Regions from separate parts of the Mus musculus genome. Here regions 1, 3, 4, 5, 6 and 7 are each linked to region 2. A link is a contact called in public Hi-C, HiCAR-type and promoter capture Hi-C data. All regions are on one chromosome and are shown on one strand. Each heading gives the region's core, a stretch centred on a gene start, on an enhancer-like site or on the middle of the called end of the contact. The rest is flanking DNA. Distances are from core to core; before and after follow the strand shown. Region 1 overlaps Cdkl1 (cyclin-dependent kinase-like 1 (CDC2-related kinase)). Region 2 holds the start of Trim9 (tripartite motif-containing 9). Region 3 holds the start of 3110056K07Rik (RIKEN cDNA 3110056K07 gene). Region 4 holds the start of Actr10 (ARP10 actin-related protein 10). Region 5 holds the start of 4930512B01Rik (RIKEN cDNA 4930512B01 gene). Region 6 holds the start of Psma3 (proteasome subunit alpha 3). Region 7 overlaps Frmd6 (FERM domain containing 6).

The links. Promoter capture Hi-C pulls out the DNA fragments that hold promoters and counts their contacts. A called contact is a pair of places that touch in the nucleus more often than the background predicts. HiCAR-type assays count read pairs that join an accessible place to other places.
Region 1: a Hi-C map of the N1E-115 cell line shows a contact between it and region 2, with 6 times the contacts expected there. The contact joins the enhancer-like site here to the promoter of Trim9 in region 2. A contact is called at or near these places in 1 of 39 promoter capture datasets (cranial neural crest), 1 of 484 Hi-C or Micro-C datasets (the N1E-115 cell line), 1 of 115 datasets of contacts at active chromatin or transcription factors (embryonic stem cells) and 1 of 9 other capture datasets (embryonic stem cells).
Region 3: a contact with region 2 is called in a promoter capture Hi-C map of hippocampal neurons, with 4 times the contacts expected there. The contact joins the promoter of 3110056K07Rik here to the promoter of Trim9 in region 2. A contact is called at or near these places in 1 of 39 promoter capture datasets (hippocampal neurons) and 1 of 115 datasets of contacts at active chromatin or transcription factors (astrocytes).
Region 4: a HiCAR-type map of astrocytes shows a contact between it and region 2, with 3 times the contacts expected there. The contact joins the promoter of Actr10 here to the promoter of Trim9 in region 2. A contact is called at or near these places in 14 of 39 promoter capture datasets (the 3T3-L1 cell line, the SN4741 cell line, cranial neural crest and 8 more), 3 of 484 Hi-C or Micro-C datasets (cortical neurons, embryonic stem cells and rod photoreceptor), 13 of 115 datasets of contacts at active chromatin or transcription factors (VIP interneurons, astrocytes, bone marrow-derived macrophages and 9 more) and 1 of 9 other capture datasets (pancreatic islet).
Region 5: a contact with region 2 is called in a promoter capture Hi-C map of stem cell-derived epiblast-like cells, with 3 times the contacts expected there. The contact joins the promoter of 4930512B01Rik here to the promoter of Trim9 in region 2. A contact is called at or near these places in 6 of 39 promoter capture datasets (the 3T3-L1 cell line, the SN4741 cell line, embryonic stem cells and 2 more).
Region 6: a contact with region 2 is called in a promoter capture Hi-C map of hippocampal neurons, with 4 times the contacts expected there. The contact joins the promoter of Psma3 here to the promoter of Trim9 in region 2. A contact is called at or near these places in 2 of 39 promoter capture datasets (cranial neural crest and hippocampal neurons).
Region 7: a promoter capture Hi-C map of trophoblast stem cells shows a contact between it and region 2, with 3 times the contacts expected there. The contact joins the enhancer-like site here to the promoter of Trim9 in region 2. A contact is called at or near these places in 13 of 39 promoter capture datasets (the HPC-7 cell line, cranial neural crest, embryonic stem cells and 7 more), 5 of 484 Hi-C or Micro-C datasets (Sertoli cells, cerebral cortex, embryonic stem cells and 1 more), 8 of 115 datasets of contacts at active chromatin or transcription factors (VIP interneurons, astrocytes, embryonic basal ganglia and 5 more) and 2 of 9 other capture datasets (adipose tissue and embryonic stem cells).

Annotation. Positions count from the first base shown.
Region 1 is chr12:69,756,545-69,759,922 of GRCm38.p6, reverse strand. Cdkl1 (cyclin-dependent kinase-like 1 (CDC2-related kinase)) reads left to right here. Exons shown (of 10, transcript NM_183294.2): 5 at 2,625-2,715; 6 at 3,277-3,378. Among named protein-coding and RNA genes, the nearest start is that of Mir681, 5.7 kb to the left of the region's middle. RefSeq lists an enhancer at 661-2,514. Within about 2 kb of position 1,887, at least 124 of the 459 cell types and tissues checked have an H3K27ac peak or open chromatin away from gene starts, as enhancers often do. A contact at or near this core is called in the N1E-115 cell line, where this site is marked.
Region 2 is chr12:70,345,373-70,349,041 of GRCm38.p6, reverse strand. It overlaps Trim9 (tripartite motif-containing 9), which reads left to right and starts at 1,428. Exons shown (of 14, transcript NM_001286388.1): 1 at 1,428-2,695. The coding sequence starts at 1,874.
Region 3 is chr12:71,013,729-71,017,253 of GRCm38.p6, reverse strand. 3110056K07Rik (RIKEN cDNA 3110056K07 gene) reads left to right here and starts at 1,431. Exons shown (of 4, transcript NR_045055.1): 1 at 1,431-1,747; 2 at 2,747-2,798. It overlaps Arid4a (AT rich interactive domain 4A (RBP1-like)), which reads right to left and starts at 1,287. Exons shown (of 24, transcript NM_001081195.1): 1 at 1,093-1,287; 2 at 106-163. The coding sequence starts at 111.
Region 4 is chr12:70,936,149-70,939,704 of GRCm38.p6, reverse strand. It overlaps Actr10 (ARP10 actin-related protein 10), which reads right to left and starts at 1,848. Exons shown (of 13, transcript NM_019785.2): 1 at 1,674-1,848. The coding sequence starts at 1,750.
Region 5 is chr12:69,788,636-69,791,885 of GRCm38.p6, reverse strand. 4930512B01Rik (RIKEN cDNA 4930512B01 gene) reads right to left here and starts at 1,542. Exons shown (of 8, transcript NR_033573.1): 1 at 1,435-1,542. Cdkl1 (cyclin-dependent kinase-like 1 (CDC2-related kinase)) reads left to right here and starts at 1,179. Exons shown (of 10, transcript NM_183294.2): 1 at 1,179-1,243; 2 at 1,622-1,899. The coding sequence starts at 1,732.
Region 6 is chr12:70,973,163-70,976,634 of GRCm38.p6, reverse strand. Psma3 (proteasome subunit alpha 3) reads right to left here and starts at 2,012. Exons shown (of 11, transcript NM_011184.5): 1 at 1,868-2,012. The coding sequence starts at 1,888.
Region 7 is chr12:70,890,312-70,894,017 of GRCm38.p6, reverse strand. Frmd6 (FERM domain containing 6) reads right to left here. Exons shown (of 14, transcript NM_028127.3): 11 at 76-411. Among named protein-coding and RNA genes, the nearest start is that of Gm32664, 11 kb to the left of the region's middle. Within about 2 kb of position 2,272, at least 51 of the 459 cell types and tissues checked have an H3K27ac peak or open chromatin away from gene starts, as enhancers often do. A contact at or near this core is called in trophoblast stem cells, where this site is marked.

The DNA.
Region 1 (3,378 bases), core at 638-3,137, 590 kb after region 2:
ACATACATTATAAAAATCATTTTAAAAAAACTAGTCGTTTTTTGTTTTTGGTTTTTGTTTTTAATTTGTAAAATGTGAGGAAGAAGGAACCCCATTTACTTAGAGAGTCTGTATTATTGGATTGGTTTCCCCAAAAGACTTTGAACTGGAAGAGGTAACTCCAGATGCTTGCTGCAGTTACAATGGGTGGAGTCCTAGGCGCCAAGTCCTAGTGTCTGCCCTGGTGAGATAGGAGTGTTAAATGGGCGTCTGGTCCTTTTTGCCACAGCTGGACTGGGGGGAGGGCGGGGGGCCGGGTGCGGGGGGGGGGGTGCGGGGGGAGCCACTGTAGGAGACTGCCCATGTGACATGGCTTCATAGATGCTGAAAAATCTGCTCTCCTCTCTCACCCCACACAGAGCTGCCCCCTTTCTACACATGGAAGCCAGCTTCCTGGGCTGGCTCCCAGTTGTGTGGTCAAGTACTCAGAATGAATGAGCCCTTGAGTTTGATTCCCAGTACTGCGATCAATCAACCAACCAATTAATCAATATAGCAGAAAAGAAAAAGGTGTGTGTGTGGGGGGGTGGAATCAGAGTCCAACCACTAAAAACACTCAAAATCCCAGAAGGGAATTTTAGAGTTTCACTGGACTCCAGTTATTGGTCACCCAGGCCCGAGGGGTTAAATCCCCTCTGAGCTTGCCCCAAGTAAGTTTTCCTGAAGCTGCTTACAAGGAGAAAACACGGGAACAGTCATTATTTTGGCTTTCATTATCGGAAGCCTAGAATCCTTATCAGAGCTGGAGTGTCGCTCCATGGTTAGACCTCTTGCCTTGCCTGCATGAAGCCTTGGGTTTGACTCCTTACAGTGAAAACAGTCATTTTAAGGCAGGACGAGTGGATGCTAGACGCTTTGATCGGTGATTAGCACTTTCCCAACAAACAAGTTTCAGCATAAGGGTGGCAGGACAGATAGTGGGGCTGGAGGATACAGAGGGAAGGGGAGAGGAGGGGGCAGAAAGAACGAGAAAGCTCGCCAGCCAGCCCTGGTGGGGGAGATCTGAGGAAAGTGAAGATAAATACAGTGCATACCACAGCTCTCTGGAGAGCCGCAGACGCTGCTGGGCTCCACGTGCTGGGGGGGGGGGGGGCTGATGGGGGGAGGGTGCTGAGCTTGGAAAGAATTCCCAAACAAAGGGGGGGGGGGTGGAGCACATTCTTGTTTCTGAGTCCTTCTGCCCATATGTCATCACGACATTCATGGAAGGACCTATTTATAGCAAAATGCAAAATGGCTGGTGAAAGACTTCAGAGCCCAGGGCCATCGATTACTGAGAACCAGATAGGTAGGTTATAAGGTAATTTATCCACCCCACCCCGCCTCCATTTTTTTTTTCCAGAATAATAATGCTGATGGGAAACACTAACGTTGCTCTCTCGCCCTAAAAGTCCCTTGGAGTGGGAATTGCTGCGCCCACGAAGAGCCTCTGTCCTCTTTCCGGATTCTGGGGTCAAGGAACCCTCAAGAGTTGCAGGCTCCAGGCCAACAGTCACTGGGGCGGCAGAAAGACCCAGCGTTTCCCAGCAGAGAGGAAAACCCTTGGGAAAAGGGAGGGGTCACAAAGAACCCGGAGTAATATTTTGTCCCAACTCAATTTTAAATGTTAACCGTTGATTAAAAGTTGTTGACTTAAGAGATTTTATTTATTTATTTATTTATTTATTTATCTGTCTATCTATCAAAGACATTGTCATTTAATAAGAAAGTCCCGTGGGAGTCCTCAAGCGCTCCTCTTGGTAGTGGCTTCACCCTCTTAAAGAATGTAGCTTGATACCAGCGGGTGAGGCAGGATGCAAGAGTCTCCCGCTGGGCTCCTCTGTGCTGTGGGACAGAGCTGACACCTAGCGACCACGACGCACCCCGGACGGCGAGGCCGCAGCCAGCTCTTGTTTATCTTGTCAGGACAAATGTCAGAGCTGGAAGGGCGATCTTTTGGCAGGCACACGAGCTTCCAGCCCTCTCTCTCCCAGCTTATCTCAGCAGGCCCAGGGCTTGTCTTGTTTACCGAGCGAGCAAGCCGCCTTCCAGTGAACCGGGCTTCTGCTCCAATCTGTCTGTCGTTCTTGCCACAGGCTGAAGCCTCAAAGCCTTTCGGTCCTTTCCCCCTTCATAGACAGCAGGCAGGTTAGGGGTGATGCCTAGTTAAATATAAAGTTCCTTTTTCTAATGCAGACTGTTTGAGATATACTTAACATTTTAGTTGGGTTGGAGGTGGAGGTCAGGTGGCGTGCTCGGCTAAGGTTCTGGACTGATGCCCAGCACTGAAAAAAAAAGTCGTTTATCTGAAATCCAAACGTAACTAGGTATCTCACGTGTTTTTATTTGCTGAGTCTGGCTCTTGACAGTCATTTTTCCTATCACACTTCTTGGTTTTTGTGGCCACTCAAGAATTTGAAATGATTCTGTCTGTAGGTATGGAACTAGGTTTATTTTAGTCTGCTGTTTTAGTATCCAACAGGTCAATGGCAGATTAAACTGATATATCCAATATCTGCTAAATATTCCAGCCCTTTACTCGTGGCAGATATTAGAGTTGCACCTTCATGACATTTTGTTTTGTTTGTTTGTTTGTTTCTAACCAGTGCATACACAGAGACGTGAAGCCGGAAAATATTCTCATCACCAAACAGTCAGCCATTAAGCTCTGTGACTTTGGGTTCGCACGGCTTCTCAGTGAGTACCCACGGCTTCTTCAATGTAAAAGGAACATTCTTGCTGGGACAGCTGGTTTCCATACTACAGAAAGCTGGTTCTTGTATTCTGCCCCGGGAATAATCTTGCAACAAATTACGGTTCCTGCCAAATCTTGTAATGAAATATAACTTGAAAAATGTATAAATACACAACAATTTAGATATGTATGCTATATGTAAATTGTAGCACAAAAGTTATTATAAAGCCTGCTAATCTCCTGCCTTCTCCAACCCCCCAAACAATACTTACCAGAATTAATACTTCAGATGAATGCCTTTTAATCTTGGCTATAGATTAACACCCAAGGAACTTTTAAAAAGTATGCGGGTAGCCTTGGGCCCTCTCCAAGTGTTCGGATTAATTGGGCCGGGAGGAAGCCCAAGTATCAGTAATTTAAAACATCCTACAGCCAAGTGATGACAACCAGCAGCTAGCACTGAGAATGGTGATTCGGAAAAGCTTCATTTCTTAGGTTTTTCCCTGCTCAGTTTTGACTCCGGGCTTCCACTGATCTGTTTTCCACGTTTCTGCACCGGCCAGCTGGACCAGGTGACTACTACACGGACTACGTGGCCACCCGGTGGTACCGCTCACCCGAGCTGCTAGTGGGAGACACGCAGTATGGTCCCCCTGTAGATGTCT
Region 2 (3,669 bases), core at 179-2,678:
TGCGCAGGTGAATACAAAATACACGAAAGGATTGTAACATACACGGGCATGGATGCCCCTTTCTTCTTAAGAATTAACTACTTAACATGAGCAAAGTGTCTTTGGACTAATAGTCTATATATCCTGCACTAATATAGATGATGCCCCAATCAAATCTTAAGAAACACTTTGCCTATAAACAGACTGCATATAACATTAGCAGCTCCGGTCTCAACTAATTAAAATGTGGGTTAGGAATAAACCCTGTAGGATCTGTGACTAACATAGTTTTAAATAACAATGTGAATTTTCCTCCCACACAACCAATGATCAACTACTGTAATCATTGTGCTAAAAAATATATTTGCAAGATAATTCAATTTATTTGTACTATTTCTCCAAAATCAAGATTATAGAAAGTACTTCTTTTCTCTGGGAAAAAAAAAAGTGCTTTTAAATTATAAAGTAAGCTATGAATAATTGTTATCTTCTGGAAATTGAAAATTTGGAAGATCCCACGAACTTGAAAACCATTTTTGTCACTTGCTTCATGAATCACTCGGAAAATTAACTATGTATGCTCCCAAGATAAATTACTTCCTTGGAATGTCACTAGATTCAAAGATTCTCCCCCATTGAGTAGCAGGCTGATATCTTTATTCAAAGATTCTATCATTGTCATCATTTCAAGGGTTATACAGGCAAGAGGCAGGACTTATTATCTCTAGCACCGTTTGGGGGAAAGAGAAATCGGTTAGAATATAAGGGCTATCACTGGATCCCTCGTTATCTTACAGAAGCAGAAATAATATCCCACCCCTCTTCTGGAATTTATGGTAGATGCTAAGGGCATGTGACATTGGATAATATTGTTTGGAATCTTCAGTACCATAGCGATTCGTTCACATAGCTAGTTAACAACCGATAAACACTCAGAAATACACAAACACTGCCTGACTCAACTCAACTAACCTTCCTGGGGCCTCTCGAAAACTGGGGGATGGAGCTTCGGGAGGTTGGGGAGGGTGAGAGGTACCTTTGCTCCAAGGCGTAGGGCCTCCGCACATTTAAAGCATGTAGCGATGGTGGCACAGCTTTTGGGGGAATGCTGAGCCTTTGCCTCGGGTAGGGAAAAAGCTACCAGGGATGCAGAAAGGGGACACTGCAGCCATGGCACACCACCATCTTCCCTAAACACCAGAGATGCGGGCGCTCCAGCTGCTTCTGAGGGTTGGAGAAAAGCCCAAAAGGCTCCAGGAAGGCTCGGGGGAGGTGCTGGCTCTACGCCAGCAGCGGAAGGAGAAGGGGTGGGTCGGCATGCAGACCAAAGCTGGAAGGCAAGCGCCAAGCGCTGGCGACAGGCAGCAGCAGCCCACTCGCGACCGGGAGGGGTTCTCACGCCCCCTGCTCCGGGGTGACTGCACCCGAGCTCAGAAGGAAGCGTGGAGGGGGGTAGGAAAGGATGAATCATCCCGCCCCACTTCTTCTCGGCTTGCGCCAGCCCCCTCCTAAAATCCCGCAGCAGCCAGCAGGCGATGCCGGGGCTCCAGCTCCGACTCATAGAGCCCTCAGCGACCTGCAGAGGAGAGGAGACGGACAAGGCGGGAGGCCAATAAGAAAGCAGCTCTCACGGCCACCGTCCGATGAGCCTCCGCTCCCTGGCGGGGCGGGGCTAGCAGTGGGAAGGGGGCGGACCCGGGCTGGCGCGCAGCGCGGAGGCTCGGTGGCTCACAGAGAGAGCGCATCCTGGGGAGTCGGCGCCTAGGCGACCGGGGAAGGCGCCACCACCGCCGCCGCTGGCCAAGGTGCTGGCCACCACAGGCCCATCGGCTGCTTCGCCAGGTCAGGCCCCCTCCGCCGCAGCCGCTGCTGCCTCGCTTCCAGCCAGGTCCCCATGGAAGAGATGGAAGAAGAGTTAAAATGCCCTGTGTGTGGCTCCTTCTATCGGGAGCCCATCATCTTGCCCTGCTCTCACAATTTATGTCAGGCGTGCGCCCGCAACATCCTGGTGCAGACCCCGGAGTCCGAGTCCCCCCAGAGCCGCCGGGCCTCGGGCTCTGGGGTTTCTGACTATGATTATCTGGACCTGGACAAGATGAGCCTGTACAGCGAGGCGGACAGCGGCTATGGCTCCTACGGAGGTTTCGCCAGCGCCCCCACTACCCCGTGCCAGAAGTCGCCCAACGGCGTCCGCGTTTTCCCCCCTGCTATGCCGCCACCGCCCACCCACCTGTCACCGGCTTTGGCCCCTGTGCCCCGCAATTCCTGCATCACCTGCCCCCAGTGCCACCGCAGCCTCATTCTGGATGACCGGGGGCTCCGCGGTTTCCCCAAGAACCGCGTCCTGGAAGGGGTCATCGACCGCTACCAACAGAGCAAAGCCGCGGCCCTCAAGTGCCAGCTCTGCGAGAAGGCGCCCAAGGAAGCCACGGTCATGTGTGAACAGTGCGATGTCTTCTACTGCGACCCTTGCCGTCTGCGCTGCCACCCGCCCCGGGGTCCCCTAGCCAAACACCGTCTGGTGCCCCCGGCCCAGGGCCGCGTCAGCCGGCGGCTGAGCCCGCGCAAGGTCTCCACCTGCACAGACCACGAGCTGGAGAACCACAGCATGTACTGCGTGCAATGCAAGATGCCCGTGTGCTACCAGTGCCTAGAGGAGGGCAAACACTCCAGCCACGAAGTCAAGGCTTTGGGGGCTATGTGGAAATTGCACAAGGTGAGTCCTATGCAACCCACCCCTGACTCCCCGCGCCCTAGGGTCCTCCAGATTTGCAGCACTCGGTCCCTCCTAGGGTGACAGCGCATCCCAGTGGGGGCGCAGTGCAAGTGCCTTCGGCGTCTGCCTTGAGATCTGGTGCATTGCAGGAGGCTCAGGGGACGTTTGAGGCGACGCAGGGAAGTTGAAGGTCTCCAGAGAGTGGTTGTAGGAATACCTTAGCACGGGTCTCCCTTCCCATGCATTCTGCCTGTGAGCTGGGCCTAAGATGCCCCCTCTTTAGTCTGCAGCCTATCTATGGTCGCCACCACCATAGGGCAAAGCCTACTTGGTTTGACGGAGGCTCGCGGGTGGCAGAGGCCTCCGGGCATGCGCCTCTACAGGGTGGGCTGAGGGCTTGGGAGACTAGGGCAGGTCGGGGCAGTGGGGTTGGGTAGACCTCAGGGGGCTATCTCAGCAAAGGAGACAGAAGCCCTGATGCACAGCGGGGGCGGGGAGAGACTCCGTGGCTGGAATACTGATGAGTTGGCTCTGAGCTGGACCTGACTCTGCTGAAAGAGAAGCAGGTCTGGGTGCCCAGAACTCCTGTGGTCCTATGGCATACAGTCTAGGCCTTAACCCTCGAGGGTGGGGACCTAAGGCTGAAGCAGAAGGACCAGAGTTTTCTGAGCGGTCGCGTACTAAAACCATCCTTCTCTCCAAACCTTTATTCCACCAGGGTTCAAACCTTTTCCCTTTCAGTAGCTGCGTGTACAAACTTTGAGACACCTGTTAGCAGAATTCCCTTTTGGGTCCCCTTTGATAGGGTCTCTCCCCGGGCTACCGAGAAAGAATGCTATTGACATGTTGTCTTGGGACTCCTCTACTCTGATGGCTTCGTGTGATTCTCAGACCATTCTTAGAACATTCTAGCAAAGCCTACTTGACGTGTTCCTCTTGTCCTCTTCCGCTGATTGACCCTGACTCTCTGCTTC
Region 3 (3,525 bases), core at 182-2,681, 670 kb before region 2:
AAGAAATCAATTCTAAGTAACAAAAAGCTGCCATTCCACAACTGCAGCCTCCGGACTGGCAGCGTCCGGGGCACAAGGCTAAGAAGAAGAGTTGGCTCCACTTACCTTCATCTTGACTGGTGACCTGTGGGGTTCCAGCTTCCTCGAGTTCTCTTCCCGGGCGCTAGAGCCAAAGCAGGGAAAAGAGAGGCAGAGGATCAGTCCAAGGCGGGGTGAGACCCGGAAAGAAAGTAAACAAATGCAGGCGGGGAGGGGCCGAGCTCCGCGGCCCCCGGGACAGACCCCCGTCGGGCAGCCAAAGCCTGGCGGGCAGTGAGCCCCACGCGCGCCAAAGGGCAGCGCGTCCCGCCCCTGCCCGGCCGGCCGGCCCACCGCGCCCCCGCCTCGTCGGCCACTCGCAGCCCCCTGCGCCCCGGCCTCCCGGGTCCGCGCCCCGCCGGGCCCCGACTCTAGCGCGCGCCCCGCCTCCGCCGCTCGGCCCCCTTGGCCCGCCCCGGCCCGGCCCGCGGCGGCGGCAACGGAGTGTCACGGCGCCATTGCTCTCCTGCCTCCGCTCTGCACCATGTCAGGAAGGAGAAGCGCTCCTTCACCCGGGGGGCAGGGGCGGCGGCCTGCGGCGGCGGCCGGCGCGGGGGGACCCGGCGGGGGAGGCGCGGGGCGGGGAGGCGGCAGGACAGGGTGTGGGAGGGGAGCGAGCCGCACCGCCGCAGCGGCCGTCTCCTCCCGCGCCCGCCTCAACTTTTTGTACAGCCCGGAGAGGCGCGGGCACCCCGATCTCCGCGGTCCAGCAGCGGGTCCTCGCCAAAGAAGCACAGCAGAGTTGGGGGCCGGTTCTCCCGGCAGCCCGCTCCTCCAAAGCAAACTTAGCGGCGCGGCCAGCCCCACAGCCATTTTCCCGGGGAGGCGGCGGAGGCGGTCGTGCCCGCAGTTGCCGCCGCGACTCCAGGACCCGATCGCTGCCCGGCGCCCCGGGCACAGCCCGCCCTGCATCCCCCTCTCAGCCTGCGGAGCTCCCAACTGCACCGGGACCCCATCGCGGCAGCAGCTGCTCCCGCCGCTTTGCCCATTCAGCGGCCCCCGCTGACTACCTACCTACTGCGGGTGCAGAGCGCTGTCAGCTCTCCAGTCTGCCGCCCCACTGATCGCCGTGGGTCCCCGTCCGGGCAGCACCGCTCCCGGCCGCAGCGGCAGTTCCTGCGCCGGGTTCCCCCACTCGCCCCGATTTACTGCCACAATCCACCAAATAACAAGCTGTTGAGCAGACTCGCTTCTACACGAACTCCTATTGGCTGCTCATGACGCCGAATAGCTTCGGATTGGAGCTCGCTGTCTGCCTTTCTCATTGGATGTAGCTGGGAAACTTCCATGATTGGTGCGGAAAACAGCAGGTAGGATAGCTTCCACTTCTGATTGGCTGTATCCGAACACGCACGTTATTGGAGGATAGAGGATTGAGTAAGAGAGCCCAAAAATTTGATTGGAGGAGCCGACTCCGGATGTGCTTGACTGAACACTGATTGGAGAACAAGGGGTCAGGAAGAGCAGTTCCGCACGAGGATTGGGCGGTGGCGTGTCCCATGGAAACGGAATCCAGAACTGCAGCCAGGGTTTTTCACGGGGGCGGAGCCGGCTCTTCCCCAGGCGCCTGCGCCTAACCGGTTCCCCGGCGCCATTTTGTCCCGGCAGCAGCAGCCCGCAGCTCTATCCCATTTTCTGTGTCTGGAGGGAAGGACGCGGACTCTCTCGGGTAGGTTTATTTCAGTGTGGCACCGGCTTACCCTTCCCTCCAGGACAACGCCTAGCGAAGGGTGGAGGAGTCACGGAGTCGTCCGAGAGGTCTGTCGGAGGCTCCCGGTGTCGGGTGGCCTCGGGGGTGGCGCAGCGCTGGGAGCACCGGAAGCGAGGGCGGCCATGGGAGCCGCTGTCCGCCGGCGGCGGAGCGTGGCTGGGGGGGCGTGGAGGAAGGGGGCGAGGTCGGGGGCGCACGTGTAGGTGAGTAAGCGGCCCTTTGCGCCCCTTCACTCGGGATGGCGGGATTTTACTGACACCCCCCCCCCTTCCTCCCGGCATAGCTCTGTCTCCCTTTGACATTGCATTTCGGAAGCTGGGTTGCGGTCTGCAGACACCAGGGGCCCAAGGTGGCAGCCACCTTGGTAAAAGACGGAGGAGGTGTGGTTTCTAGAAACGTCTTGCGTGGGGAAGAAGAGTTATTTCCTCCAACTGTGAAGCTTGGAGGAAACGTGGAAGCCCCGGCTTTCGGAATGCTGAGGAATGTGCCTGCCAGGACAGACGCTGCTGCCACTATGACCTTAGACAAGCGACTCTTGTCACTGCATGAGGCGAATACTATACTATTTTTTCGAAGAAAGTATTAATGCTTCAGGAAGGAACGACAGTTTCTTAGATGAAAGGGTTTTCTGGACCAGATAGACATGGATTCTGTCGTCAGCACATTGTCTTGTTAAATGACACAAAACTTAACAATTGGGCAACAGCTTATGCCCTAAATTAAAATGTGAAATGTTAACCCCAGTAAATTGCACAGTTGAGTACGTCTGAACTAACGCCATATCAACTAGTTAATATTTGTTGTTTTTGTTTTTTCAAAATTTGTTAAGATTGTGAAGTGTATTTTGGTAGTTTTACTAAGTCATGTCTATCTTTTTAAAATCTGCTTAGTTTTGGTGATGCACAAAACTAGAAAATGGTTGAGTAAACAGTTGAGGATTTTTGTTTGTTTTTCTAGAGTTGTGCTGAAGACAACAGACACCTCCATGACAACCCAAAGTATCACAGAGGTGAGTCCTGTGTCTTTTGAAATCTTGTGACTTGGGACAGGTGTGTGCTGAGATTTTCTGTAGACTAGAGCCAAATACTAGGCTACGTGACTGGTTGTTGAAGATGTTTTGTTAGTTCAAGCTTTCAAATGAGTCGGTTTAATTAGCTTCCTGATGTTATACCCTAGAGAAAGCCACAGATAAAAAGCATCCCTAATATTCAAGCTCACCCATTCTGGGCTCCTCCTTTCTGGACTCTGGTTTTTGGAGACAGGATTTTGGTAGTCCAAGCTCATGACCTTGAACTGCCGTCCCTGCTTCAGCTCCACAGCACACCATGCCCACCCAGCTTTGATTCTTAGACTTTTTAACACTCAGTGTCTTAAGTCAGAATCTTAACATTTTCTTGATTTTGTTCACCACTCTGATTTAAAAGTCTCTTGAGAAAGGTCTGATTAGTGAGTATTTAGGCAGGAAGAATTTTGGCTTTCTGTTGTAGTTTTATTTTTTAAGAAAATTAGCCAGGCAGTAGTGGCGCACACCTTTAATTCTAGCACTTGGGAAGCAAAGGCAGGTAAATTTTTGAGTTTGAGGCCAGCCTGATCTATAGAGTGAGTTCCAGAACAGCCAGGGCTACACAGAGAAACCCTATCTGGAAAAAAACAAAAACCAAAAAAAAAAAAAAAAGAAAGAAAGAAAGAAAAAAGAAAATTATATGTATACTGCTGATTCTCCCTGGTGGTAATCG
Region 4 (3,556 bases), core at 599-3,098, 590 kb before region 2:
GACATGGACACTGGTTTTATTAGTATTTATTTCCTGTGTTTATGTGCATGGGTGCGTGAATGACACAGTGCACATAGGAAGGGGAGAAGACAACTTGTGGGTCTTGGTTTAAGCCAAGCACAGTAGGCACATGAACAATGCCAGCACTCAGGAGGGCAGAGGCACTAGGACTAGAAGTTTGGGGCAGCTTGGGCCACACTGGACACTATTTCAAAAAGAAAAAAAAAACAAAAAGAGAAAAGAAAAGAAAAAGAAAAAGAGAAAAATTAGTAGTCAGTGCCACATTTCTTTTGTGCTGGAAAAAAGGTTGCTAAAATGACCATATTGGAAATCACACCTTTTTTTTTTTTCTTCCCCCGCCTGGGCACTGTTCCCCTGTGCCTAGACATCTCTCTCCATTTTCACTTCAATGTTACTTATATTCAGTGCTCCTCAAAGTCCTCAAGGACTTTGTAATGATGTAGCTTAAGTTCTGCCTTTGAAAACTTTTATGTCCTTCTGTCTTCAATCACATCCCTATATAATAATTTATATTTTCAATGTATAGCCACAATAATTATTTTCAGGTAGTAATCTCTACTTATTATATTAATGTTTTTTAAAAAAGTAAGATGAATATGGGAGAGTCAGAGAAGGAGAGGATAATCAAGAACTATGTTTAATCCAATTCTGTAGCTTCTAAGGACCAATTTTTAAGTCTGTTCTTATGACCATTTATTTAATAGTTGCTTAACATCTATTACAGGTTAGGAAGTGTTTAAAATATGCAAAAATAATCCACACATCTGTTTCATATATAACTTCACCTCAAACACATAATATGTATATATGATGGAACTCTCAGCTTTCTGGAGCCTAATATGTATTTCATACACAACATCACTTTATATATACATATATGTCATGTAATTCTGTGTTGTTCTTGAGTCCAATACAAGGACTCTTAAATGGATGGTCCAAAGAACTTAAAACCGTCCAGCATCCTCTCATACTGTCCAGATGTTCCAAGGCTTGTGAATTTGTGTTTTGCTATCTCTACCTTTGACTGCCACTTCGAGGACCACTACTCCCGTGCTTACAAACTGCTTTTTTAAAGTGCAAAATGTGGGTCTAAGAGTATTATAAGGTAACCAACAATTTCCCGTCTCATTTCTATGCGGCTTCCTGTCTTCATGTGCCAGGGCTCCATAGCTGATTTCCTACACTCCTGGAGAACAATCTATTTCCAGAACCAATGGGGCTCCATCCCATAAATGTTTTATGGTGGAAAGAGTCAGCAAGCGTTACAATTCGATGGTTTCCTTCCAATCTGACCCAGCCAGAGGCAAGCACAATCTGGGTCATCGCTGTCAAAAGTTAAAGTGATGGCCCCTGATCACCTTAGACGGGGGTGGGGTGGGGGACACCGTTCCCCGAGCTTCCTGGGCTTCTCTAGGAGTCCAGATCCCACTCAGGCCACCAGATCCTACAGGTTCGCATTGCCCAAGAGAGTCCTCCCTGACAACACATTCATCACTGAGTGTGGACTGAGCTTTGCCTTAAGGCAACGATGTGAGCTAGCATTCGCGGGATCGCCGGGGGAAGGTCCCGGGTGCCCAGCGGGCCTAAAGACGGTTGCCAGTCCGGGACCACCGGCACGTCCCTCGGGCCCACAGCCGCCCATGGCCACTCACTTGGTGAAAGCTTCTCCTAGGTCGATCACGACTGCTGTCTTCTCGCCGCCGCTCCCAAGGCCCTCGTAGAGCGGCATCTTTGAGAGACCGACGTAGAGAGGGTGAAGTGGTCCGCCCGGCGGGGGGGCTGCCTCAGCGCGGGGGCGGGGCGGGGTCCTCACAAAGCCGAGGACCCGGGCTGGCCAAGGAGAGGCCTGACGTCGCGGAGGCCGAGGCGGTCAGGCGCGCCGGACACCTTAGAGGGGCGGAGCCTCCCGGGTCCTCTCGCTCAGCGGCCGGGGGCGCCTGCGCGGCGTAGTAAGGATTTTTAGCGGCTTAGGAGGGGAGGCAGGAACTTGAGATCGCTTTCTCATTCTCCAGTTCTGTGTTGGTCGTTTATCATGACATTTAGTCGCCGCAATGAACACACAAGATAGAGTCTGCTCAGAAGAGATTGGCTTTCACTCTCCCCGAAGCAGTTCTAGAAAAGGATCCTAAGATCTAAATTCAAAACTTGGATTGGGAAGGCGGAAATGCTCCTTAATTACAGCAGTATTTGTGGTGGTTTACATGCGAACGCCCCCCCCCCCCCCCCCCCCGCGCGCCTAGGCTCATCTGTTTGAATGCTTAGTCACCGAGGACTGGAACAGTTTTGGAAGGATATGGAGATTTGACCTTGGAGGAGGTGTGTCACTGGGAGTGGACTTTGGGGTTTAAAAAGCCCACACTAGGCGCAGCTCTCTCCTCCCTGCCTCCTCTGCCCCCAACCCCCACCCCGGACCCTTGTTGCCTGGCAATTAAGATGTAAAGCTCTCAGCTACTGCTTCATTGCCATGCCTGCCCGCCACCCCACCCCCCCATCATTAACTAAAACTGTAAGCAGGTCCCCGATTGACGATTCCTTTTATAAGAGTTGTCTTAGTCATGTTGTCTCTTCCCAGAAATAGAATAGTTACTAAGACAGCAGTTCTTGCCTGTTGCTGGGGAGATTGATTGGATTTCTAGAAGAGGAGAAACCAGGTGTCATGGTGGCAAGATGCAAAGATATGATCAAAGCATATACATGAAATCGAGAACAAATAAATAAAAATTTAATAAGGAGAATATCGTGGTTATTTTAGCAGAAAGAAAAAAAGAATGAACACAAAACAAATATATTCCTTAATAATCTCAGATGTTTGAATGGAACCTCTTGTGGAGTATTTTTTAAAAAGAAAGATTTAAGAGTACATTAAAAAAACAAACAAACAAAAAAAACCCTGATTTATTTCTCTTGCTGGCTGGAAGCAAAGAATGTTGACCCAACTGAAAAAACTGTCCAGACAGTCTGCAAAAGAGACATTTTCTCACAGTCATCTAACAAAAATCCCAGCACTGGGCAAGGAGATGCTGTTTGAGCAGTTTGTCAGAGATGTCCAAGAAACTCCCCAAACAAGCTTTGCTGTTGCTCTTAGTTGCATTGCAGAGGTTGAGGATAAGTCGTTGTTGCTAAGACACCATGCACTTTAGACAGAGGACCCAGAGGTTCTAACCAGAAAGCCTCCTCCCTGAGAACTAGCTTTCATGGTACCAGAAGGCTCCATACAAGCTTTCAAAGAAGGGAAACCAGTCTTACCCAACCATGATATTCATAAACAGACACACACAAGCTGGTGTGTGTGTGTGTGTGTGTGTGTGTGTGTGTGTGTGTAATGAGATTAAAGAAACAGAGACCATCGATTTGAGAGAGCAAAGGTGTGGCACAGGAAGGGTTAGAGCGAGGATGGAAACGAAAAGAGGTGAACAATGTATTTGCATTTTAATTTGAAAACTGAAGATAATAGAAACTGTTCAAACAAGAACATTAAAACAGCCAATAAACTATGTTCAAGCCTGAAACATGCTTAACCTGTGTGACCTTTGAT
Region 5 (3,250 bases), core at 293-2,792, 560 kb after region 2:
GGCACTGGGGACATTGCAGGTGGGAAGGTAAAATGGAAAAGATAAGCTCAATGTGCAGAGGTCTCCCGCTAAGGATTTCCCCAAGAAAAATGAAGACCTGGCTTCACAGAAAGCACCATGCACGGCGTCTATAGCGGCTTCATGTATAATCACCCCACACTGGAAACAATCCAAATATCCTTCAACCAGGATTGAATAAACAAATAAATACCAGTCAGTACGTTCATACAACAGAACGCTACCCGGCAATAAACAGGAAGACACTGCTGCTAAATGCAAGATGTGTGTGGCTCTCAGATGTATTCTGTGAAGTGAGAATCTGACTCAATAAAAGCTGTGCACTGTATGTTTCCATGTACGCGATATTCTGGGCAAGGCAAAGCTATCGAGAAGACAAAAGTCAAAAAGAGTAGGCATTCACATTTGCACATGATTTCTGGGGAGGGTCCCAGACCACCACGAGTCTATTCTAGTAACTCATTATACCTCTACCCTTTGCCAGGCAGCCGTCACGCTCGGTATGCCCAGACCCAGCTTCCTCTTGAGCTCTGTGTACATTTGCATCGCACGTTCCTTGCCCCGGGTTGGCCAGGTTTCACATCGTGCGTTTTCTCTGCTGTAGCCCTGCCGCCAGCACACAAGCACCTCGGCGCCTAGCATAGGGGATGGAAGGGCTGACAAAATGTAGAGGCTGTCTGTGCGATCCTTATTTCAAGATTTCCTGCATCCATCAACTGCCACTGTCACTGTACTGAAACAGGTTCAATAAGAAGGTGATTGGGGAAAGAGTCAAGGCAATCAAAGCAGGCTCTGCACCGCCAAGACCCCACTACATGGGAGGGAAGGCCATCCTGCCTCCCTCTATTGCCTCACTCTCTCTCATTCATTTTTCGAAGCTGCAGCACCGAGCAATTGCTGTCCTCCGGGGTTCACAGGCGAGGAACGGACACCAAGGAGTGGACGTAATAAGGTATGGACCTGGTCACCCTAGCCCGAGCAGGCTGCTAGGACAGCCTGGGAGCAGGCGTTCTCCCTGCAAACTCTCCATGCTGTGATTTCCACGATTTAAACCCTCTGGACCTGCAGCGCGGGGTCAGGGACCCGGCCAAGTGGCTGCGGGTACAGCAGGGCGGAGGGCGGCCCCGCCCAACCGGCGCGGTTCCCATGGGGATCGCAGCAGTCACCCAGCCGAGCTGCAGGCTGCTGTGCTAGAGCTGGGCCGAGAGGCGCCTCAGGAGTCAGGGTGGGAGGTCCCCACAGTCCCTGCAGTTCCCGCAGTCCCCACGGGCCCGGTTGCCCAGCCGGTGTCCTCTTCCGGAGGGAATTGAGACCCGAAACTAGAACCGGGGAAGCCCTTCGCCTTCCTGGTGCTCCAGCCAGCTCAAGTGTCTTAGATCGTATGAACCATAACGTTAAAAAGATAGATTATCTTACAGCTCGGCTCGTTTTTGGATGCTGGCTACATCTTTAGCTCGAGGGAATGAAACAGACAACTGAAATTAGGTCACCCATGGCAGCCACCTGTAGACTCCCAGCCTTGACCGCGATGTCATTGCTGGGTGGGGGTGGAGTCCACACCTGGCTGATCCTTATTCTTTAACTCGCGCCTTGTTTTCTCTAGATCGCGGACGACAGCCCTTACTTGATGAGGCTCGAGAGAGGTCAGTTCATAAACGACCTTTAAAAACTATATGAAAATCCGTTCTCAAGAAGACTTGCTCCTCCTCTGTAATGGAAAAATATGAAAAAATTGGAAAGATTGGAGAAGGCTCCTATGGGGTAGTGTTCAAGTGCAGAAACAGGGACACGGGTCAGATCGTGGCCATCAAGAGGTTTCTGGAAACCGAAGATGACCCTGTCATAAAGAAAATCGCCCTTCGAGAAATCCGCATGCTCAAGGTAGCTAATTTGCTTTTTCTGTGCTAGATAGATGCTCTGGGCTGAGGCTCTGCCCTCTTCCCACACAGCCTTTGTCTTCAATGGCACAAATCAGAGTCTGTGCGCAGAGAACGGATTATGTAAGAGTAAGAAGGTGGACAGGAGAGGTGTGGGGCTCTCTTGGCGTCAACTGCAGACAGTCTTTTCACGGGTCTCTAAGAAGCAGAATTTAAAACAACTCGACTTTGCTAGAGTTTTTGAGTTTTGAGCTTCCAGCTTGTTTTCATTTTGTATTTTTAACCCATTGTCCTGTTTTCTTGGGCTATATATGCATCTGTATATGTGTGTTCATGTGTGCGCGCATAAATGTGTGTGTGTGTGTGTGTGTGTGTGTGTGTGTGTGTGTGGCATTTGGAAGCCAAAGGTTAACACTAGCCATCTTCTTCAACCATTTTCCCCCTTGTATATGGATACAGTGTCTCACTAGGATTGCTAGCCAGTGCTCTCCAGGATCTAGTACTGGGATTGCAGGTGGACAGCTGCCCTCGGGCAGCATTTATTGTGAGTGTTGGAATCTAAGCTTAGGTCCTTGGACAAAGGTGTTCATTACAAGACAAAAGTGTGTTCCCTCTTATTCTGGAAAGAGGCTTCTCTGAATTTCTCAGAGGCAATGCAGCTGCTACTGCAGGATGAGGCAGGCCATGGATGGCTCCCATGGGGAATCAACTGTGCTTCAGAAAGTGTGGCCTCGGTGTTCTGTCCAGACCCTGGCCAAGTGTATGAGTGGATGATGCTCTCAGAAGGGGTGAACTCAAATGTTTGTGCCGGTTCCCAGCTGGGGTCCTCTGCCTACTCTCCTCCACACAGCCAGTGTTGCACTCTGCTCTCGTGAGCCACTGACCATGTCCACTTTCTCAGTAGAAGCTGATAGCTGCCTTACTCTTTATTTAGCATCATCATTGTCAATATTATTACTACTTTGTGGTGTTAAGGATTGAACCCAGAGACTTTATCAAATTAACAAAACCTTCTCTCACCGAGGCACATTCCCAGTCTTCAATGGGTTGATTTACTCAATAATAATAGTAATAATAATAATAATAATAATAGGCTAGAAAGATGGCTCAGTGCATAAATGTGCTCACCACCAAACTGATAGCCTCAATTTGATCCCTTGGTCCTACATGATAGGAGAGAATCGATTCCCCCAAGTTGTCCTCTGACCTCCATGGTACACAGTAACACTTATGTGTTCCATCCACCAAAATTAGTGTTCCCAGGAGCACGGTGGCTGTTCTCTTTGGCTCAGAGAATGTCCTCTCCGACCTCCCAGCACAGGTACGTGTATCTCAGCACATTTTATTATCACTGT
Region 6 (3,472 bases), core at 763-3,262, 630 kb before region 2:
GACAAGTGTGGGTGTGGAGCTCAGATATTCCAAACAATGGTGGCTCTGACCACACAAAAGGAAAGGAAACAAGCTTTTAGGAGCACCATTAAATGTCAGACAGAACCATGGATCTAGGAGTGGAGCTTGTCTGGCAGCACAAACACTGTAGTTTAATCCCTAGGCATAAATGATGCTGTGTAAAAAACACACAGATTTGTTAATGGACAGCTCTTGGTGTAAAATAAAATAAAAAAAAAGACAACTAATGGACTTTCATTTGAACAACCAGAATTGAAATGTTCATTAAGCTGAAGACAACGGAAGATTGTCCATACAGAATTCAAAATTAAATAATAATCCTTTCTTGCTGCATATCTAAGCAATACGGATGGGTCCCAGCACTCATGAGGCTGACACAGAAAGATGCAGAGTTCTAGGCCAGTATGGCTCTATCTCAACCCCACCCCCTACAAACACACACACACACACACACACACTCACTATTTTCTTTAATTGAATATAGGATTTGGGGCTCAGTGCTTGCCTACTAGCTCTTGAGGCCCTCGGCTGGCCTTCCCAACTGCCCAGCAGTAGGGGTTAAAAAAAAGAAAACCAAATGGCCCAAAATGACTGACAAATACTGGTATTTACAATTCTTAGAAGACAGCCAGAAAACAAGCCTTCAACCGTGAAACTTCCTAAAACTCAGGGTTACTTTCATATTAAAATATTCCACATGGATTGACCACTGACAGAGGATAACATTACTACAACTGCAAAGCCAATTTGCTGAGACATATTATTGAGCACTTATCCCAAAAGTATTACATAGTATTAATATCTTGTAACCACTTAATTCTAAGCATAAGAACACAGTATGCGAGTTTAATTCTGAGCAGCAAATCTTATTTTGTTTGTGTGTGTGTGTGTGTGTGTGTGTGTGCGCGCGCGCGTGTTTTGTTTTAAAGACAGGGTCTCTTTACATAGTCCTGGCTGTCCTGGAACTCATTAAGTAGACCAGGCTGGCCTCGAACTCAGAGATCCTCCTACCTCTACCTCCCAAGTGCTAGGATTAAAGGGGTGCACCACACTTGGTGAGCATCAAAATAATGGGGGAAACAAGGATAACCAAGAAACGCATTATTCATTCATTACCTCTACTGCAAATAATCGAGACTGTTAAGTAGTTCTATATGGAGACAAAGGAAAGGTGGGGTAAATCGCTGCACACACTGGGTGTATTTAGCCCCAACAAATTAAAGTCCAGCTCGCAAATCCTCAATACTCCTTACAAATCGGAGGCGCTTAGGCCCATAGATAACCCTTTAAATGCTTACAGACTCGCTTAAAATAGCTTGTTCGCGAAAAGCAGAACGCAAAGGAAAGGCAAGGACTCATGAGATCCAGCCTTTCTTCTAGGTGGTGTCCCGTTTCCAGGGAACGTCCACTAACTAGGTTCCGTCCGGGAAGCCCGGGCAGGCCTGTGAGTCAGCAGCACCGCAGCACACAGCTCCGCAGCACCTGCATGGGCCGGCGGCGGCCGCACGACGCACTCGGCGATCCGGCCGAGGCATTGCGACCAGCAGGGGCTTGCAAGGGGCCGTTCGAGGGTCGAGCCGGGGAGCTCGCACTGCGGCAGGCCCGCGAGTCTCCACTTTCAGTTTCCTTAAGCATGAGACTAAAGTGACTCAGCACCCGGGGCTGTCGCTGCACGGGGGCGGACAGGACCGGCCCGAACCGCCGCGGGAGCCGGGGTCACCGAGACAGAGGCCGCGGGTCCCCAGGACTCGGGCAGCGCCGGGGATCCAGCGGCCCTCCGAGCCGCAGCCGGGCTTCCTCACTGCCTTCAACCCCGAACTGGAAGAGACGGCGCGGAGAGACTCACCCCAGTGCCGATGGAGCTCATGGTGCTGACCCGGCAGGCCGCGGAACGCTTCCAGGCCTCAAGCGCCGCTCCTACGCCGCACACGGCGCAGGCTAGTAACAGGCTCGCCCATTGGCTGCGCTCTCCACCAATAGCCTTTCCTCTTGCGGCTTGTTCCGTGGGCTGGGACGAAAACTGTAGGGGGAAAAAAAAAAAAAAAAAAAAGCAGAGAGCGCGCGTGCGCAGAAACCATAGAGGCGGTTCCCTGGAGAAGTTGCTACTGTGTCAACTGAAACTGGTATTGGAAGAGCTAAGGTCAGAGCCTAGTTCCTAATAGTCCTAAGTAGCTAATAATCCTAAGGAGGACAGGCTTGGGCACCTGTCCTCTGTAGCCCACACAGACAGGAATTCTTAAAAGTCGGGGAAGGAAAAACCCACCTTAGGAAAAGGAACAAAGCCGGGCGTGGTGGCGCATGCCTTTAATCCCAGCACTCGGGAGGCAGAGGCAGGCGGATTTCTGAGTTCGAGGCCAGCCTGGTCTACAAAGTGAGTTCCAGGACAGCCAGGACTACACAGAGAAACCCTGTCTCAAAAACACCAAAAAAAAAAAAAAAAAAAAAAAAAAAAAAGGAAAAGGAACAAAAGGAGGCAATTGACCCCCCCATCCTCCGACCAAGTTCATCATCAGAGTCCGAACATGACGTTTGGTTCAACTGCTGTGCATAACTAAGCAGCCTCGGTCAAGGTGTGATACCTTTTCCATCATGGTTTCAACTTTAGCCTCTCCTGCAAGGTGGTGTGAAATCTATGTGTGAGAGAAAGCTGTCCCTCTGGCTGGAACCAGGCAGGCTTCAGCCTTCTTTCACCCAGCATGTAATTCCTGGAGAAGTTCCAGTTTCTTGGAGTCTTATCAAAAAGAGGAGCACAAGAGCTTCTTTAGAATATCTTCATTCCTACTAGGAAGATTATGAGACTTAGCGTTAGGAAAGGCTAAGGTGGCTTGGGGGACTCCAGTTGCTCGGCTCATTCTAACAACTATCAGGTTATGATCTTAAGTATTAAGTGGAGGGAGGGCAACAGATAAATCAAAGGAGTGGGCATGGAACCTGACCTAGTGGTGGGTGGATTTTAAATCCCAATTGTAAATACAACGTTAGAAATATTTTTATTTAAAAAAATATATCTGAGCCGAGCGTGGTGGCACACGCCTTTAATCCCAGTACTCGGGAGGCAGAGGCAGGCGGATTTCTGAGTTCGAGGTCAATCTGGTCTACAAAGTGAGTTCCAGGACAGCCAGGGCTATACAGAAAAACCCTGTCTCAAAAAAACAAAATAAATAAATATCTGGAGACTTTTATTTTATATAGCTAGAAAATATTTTCCAGCAGGGTGATGCAGAAGGCAGGGACGGGAGGCCAGCTTGCAATATAAGAGCCCTGTCTAAAAAGAAAACAAAACAAACATCAATAAAAACACATTTTTAAAAACCCACTATCAATCAACTTTATTTTGGTTCGTTGTTTTGTTGAAGCAGTCTCAAGTATCTTAGGCTGGCCAAAGATGGCACTGAACTCCTAATCTTTCAGCCTCTACCTAAAGATGGAATTACAACCCTGGTTTATCACT
Region 7 (3,706 bases), core at 1,023-3,522, 540 kb before region 2:
ATCACTTAGTTACTTCCCAGACGACAGGGCTACAAGACCAACACGTGAGTGAGTAGCCGTAGTGACAGAAGTTACCCTCATCTTGCGAGTCCTCTTCCAGGCGGTCTTTGCCTCCACTCTCAACCCCAGAGGTGTGGGAGCTGCCGTGGCTGGTCATGGAGCTGCAGGTCTTCAGCTTCCGGTGCATGGCGCTGCCTGAACAGCTGTCTTCCGGCCCTGGGTCCCGGGGCTTGGTGTCTGCCTCGATGCCGGAGGTGTGGGAGCTGCTGTGGCTGGCCGTGGAGTGGCGGGACAGGCGCTTATGCTTCACGCTGCCAGCGCTGCTCCCACTGGCTCGGGACCGCTTTTCCAGCGGGTCCATGTCAAGGTCCAGGTTGTCGCTGATGTAGGATTCCCGGTACTGCTTTTTCTCTGTGTGGGAGAACACAGCTCAGCGGCATACTCTACCAAGCCAGGCCACGGACGGTGTCAGGCTGAGATCAAGGGCAGCCTCTCTGATCTAGTGACTGGGGCATTCTGGGAACTGGAGCTTGACACAGAACACTATACAAGGAGAAAACACCAGGGCAGCAGAGCAGGGGGTCTGGGTGGAGGTAGGCTTTAGAATGAAGCTTCAATATAGAGAAGTGGGCTCCTCAGAGTGTCATGGCATGCCCCTTCCTGTCTGTTCACTGCGACCGTCCAATGTGATACAAGTTCAAAACTGAGAGCACCTAACACCTTGCAGAGCAACTCGACATTGCAGGACAGCCACGACAGGCTTCCGAATTCTGCAAAGCTGTCAGAAAACAGCATGTTACATACAATCAGGTCCTCCACACTCTGTCAGTGTGCTGACTGCTGTCCATGTTACATGCCTCTATGTTCAGTTTGGCTCCTGATGCCTTTAGGTGCTAAACCTAACAAGACAGAGTTGTTCAGGAAATCTCTTTCGAAGACTCTAAAACTTAGCTTTTCAAAAGTAATCCAAGACTGGCTTTCTCCTGTTTGGCCAAACAATGAGGCGTTATCTACCATGGTCATCATTACTGGTTTAGGGACATACCAGGTGCCCTCTGATTGGTAAAAGTCCTCAAATTTAACAGATCAGTGTTGTTGTTGATACGGTCAAAGTCAGACCCTGGAAAGCCAGACATTAAGAAACATTCTTGACAAACACTGAGCTAAACACACTCAAAGTTACGAGTCTCAGCTGAATGGTGGTGGTGGTGGTGGTGGTGGTGGGGCGCTGTGCTCAGAGCGGAATACCTATTACATCTCGGGTGAGAAAAATGTCAGAGAAACAGTCTATCCTCCTTGTCTTACTACTGAGGAGAAAGAAACACAGTAGAGCAATGCTAAGGACAGAGTACATTGGAGGAACATTAAACTGATGTAATTTTAGACTAGCAGTCTAGCTGGAATCTCGGGGGCTTCTTAATAGACATACTTGCCCTGCTTCTTGGCTAGGTGGGGTCATTCGCAGCCCTGATGTCTGCACACAGCCCTGAACCTGCACCCCCACCTGCTCTCCAGAGGAAAATGGGTGGCAGAAGAGAGAACAGAGGTCTGGCAGATGCAGCCCTGTGCCTCCTTCTGAGCACAAGGCATATTGCCAGGATACCCATGCTCTCTACAGAGTCTGTTTTGGAATATAATGTAGTAAGTGTGGCTTCTTGGCCTGCGACCCATGGATGTTCTAGGAACTGCAGCCTAACTGTAACTGTTTTCATGACTCAAGGCATCTTTCTTCCCCTCTTACCCCCACGGCAGTGTTCTTGTGATCACCGTCTATAAAAATGGCGAGACGGCAGTATCTTAGAAAGGTACATAGAAGTGAAATGTAAGAACACTCCTTCTTTTTATGCTCAACTAATGCCATAAAAGGGCTTTTCTGGTTAAAATAATCCAGACTACAGGTGGACTAGTGGATCTGCAGCAAAGCTAGCTCACAGAAACTTGGTGTGACAGTTTCTTCAGATCTGAAGATACCTCTAAGTAAAACAAATGAACAAACAAACAAACATATTTTCTTTGTAAGAATCCTGTCTCTATCATTTATTTAAACTCACCAAATAAGCACTGCAGTTTACACCGTTATCACTCCTCCACCCCTACTGTGCTCTGAATGCCCCCTCAAACTCAGGCTAAAACTTCATTAGTGCTGTGTCAGAGTGAGATGTGGGGCTGTTCAGAGGTGACTAGGCTGTGGGAGCTCTGTCAGGAACAGCACTGTTGCTGCCGCCGCCGTGGGAGAGGCCTCCTAGACTCTCCTGTGCCTGCTCCTTGCCCTTCGGATGATGCATCAGGAAGTCCCTGCCAGACATTCTCTATGCATCAGCAGCCTGGGGTGTTCTGTTATGGTGGCAGAGTGAACAGACATTTGCTCACTTAAGCTCCCAATACGCTAAAGGGATGATGCCCTGGCCTCCAAGACCTCAGCATCTTTCTCAACTTTTACCTTATCTCTGCAGGGAAGATCAGACTCTCAAGGGCTCCCCTTAAGGTCATCTGCATTACTAAATGCTTTGGGTTGAGAGCTGATGGGACAGATGAACCTTTTAAGGTGCCATGGTAGCCACTTAGCAATGAGCTACATTTGGAAAACAACCATGGGCTCTGTACCCAGTTGGCTCATCTGTCTCACAGGCTCCCTCTTGGTACATTTGTCTGGATTCCTCTTAGTGTTCATGTCAGCCCAGAGGTGAGTCAATCTGGGAAAAACGGGCAGTCTGCGGTAGAAGCCACTACACCTCACAGTGCTACTAGCTCCTGCCACAGAAGAGTCACAGTGCAGACGGCAGGGAGTGGGTGACTCGCCTTCTCATCACTGTACAGTCAGGGATTCTTCACACACATCTGGCCATGTCTGGCTTTAGAAAAGTTGATCAGATGCACGTCACGTCTTCTTTAGAGGGAGGACAGCCCCTGCTCTCCATGGGAGCATTGGTCAGCACTTGTTTCATATAGAGTCCTAAAGCAGGAGTCACTGTGTCCCAGGGCCCAGGCAGACATTCCATCTCTAATCTGATTACTGTGACAATGACCACAATGGGATTTTTGCGGAACAAACTGAAAGCAATTCTAAGCAAATATGTGACAAGGCCTTTGGGGATGAGAAGCTGGTGTTGACTAAGTGGAGGAGGCCCAGGGCGCCATAACTGATGACCAAGACAGAAACTGCTAAACTCGTCAGCAGCCACAGGCCCCCAACATGGGCTCCTTCCTCCCACAGCACAGCTTGCCCCTTCTCAGGAACAGCGCTAGGACCTCAAAGATCGTCTTCAGGTCCAGCACATCTCCTCAAAGCCTTGACAGGGGCTTGGGCAAAGTCCTTGGATGGAAAAGGCCTTCTCCATTGTTATTATTATAGGGTCAGCTTGAGGGTCTCCCTGCTGTCAATCAGAGAAGCTGTGGTCTATGTTCACTCTCACTTGGGGCTAAGGAAAGCGTCACACTGGAAGGGATTACAACTTCCTGCAGACAGCTGCAGACAGGAACACTCAGCACTCGGGTACAGAAGGCTTCCACCCTAGCCCATTGCAAGCTTTTCAAGTCAGGGGCTAGAAACTCTAAACACATGAGGTGGAGGAGCTGCTCGGTCATCCCTACAGGACTGCAAACTCAATGCAACTTGGCTCTCAAGTTCTGGTCCATGTCTCTAAAAATCCCATTCTGGAGGTTCTTAAAATTTTCCTATTCCTGGCAGGTAGAGAAAGAGGCCAGC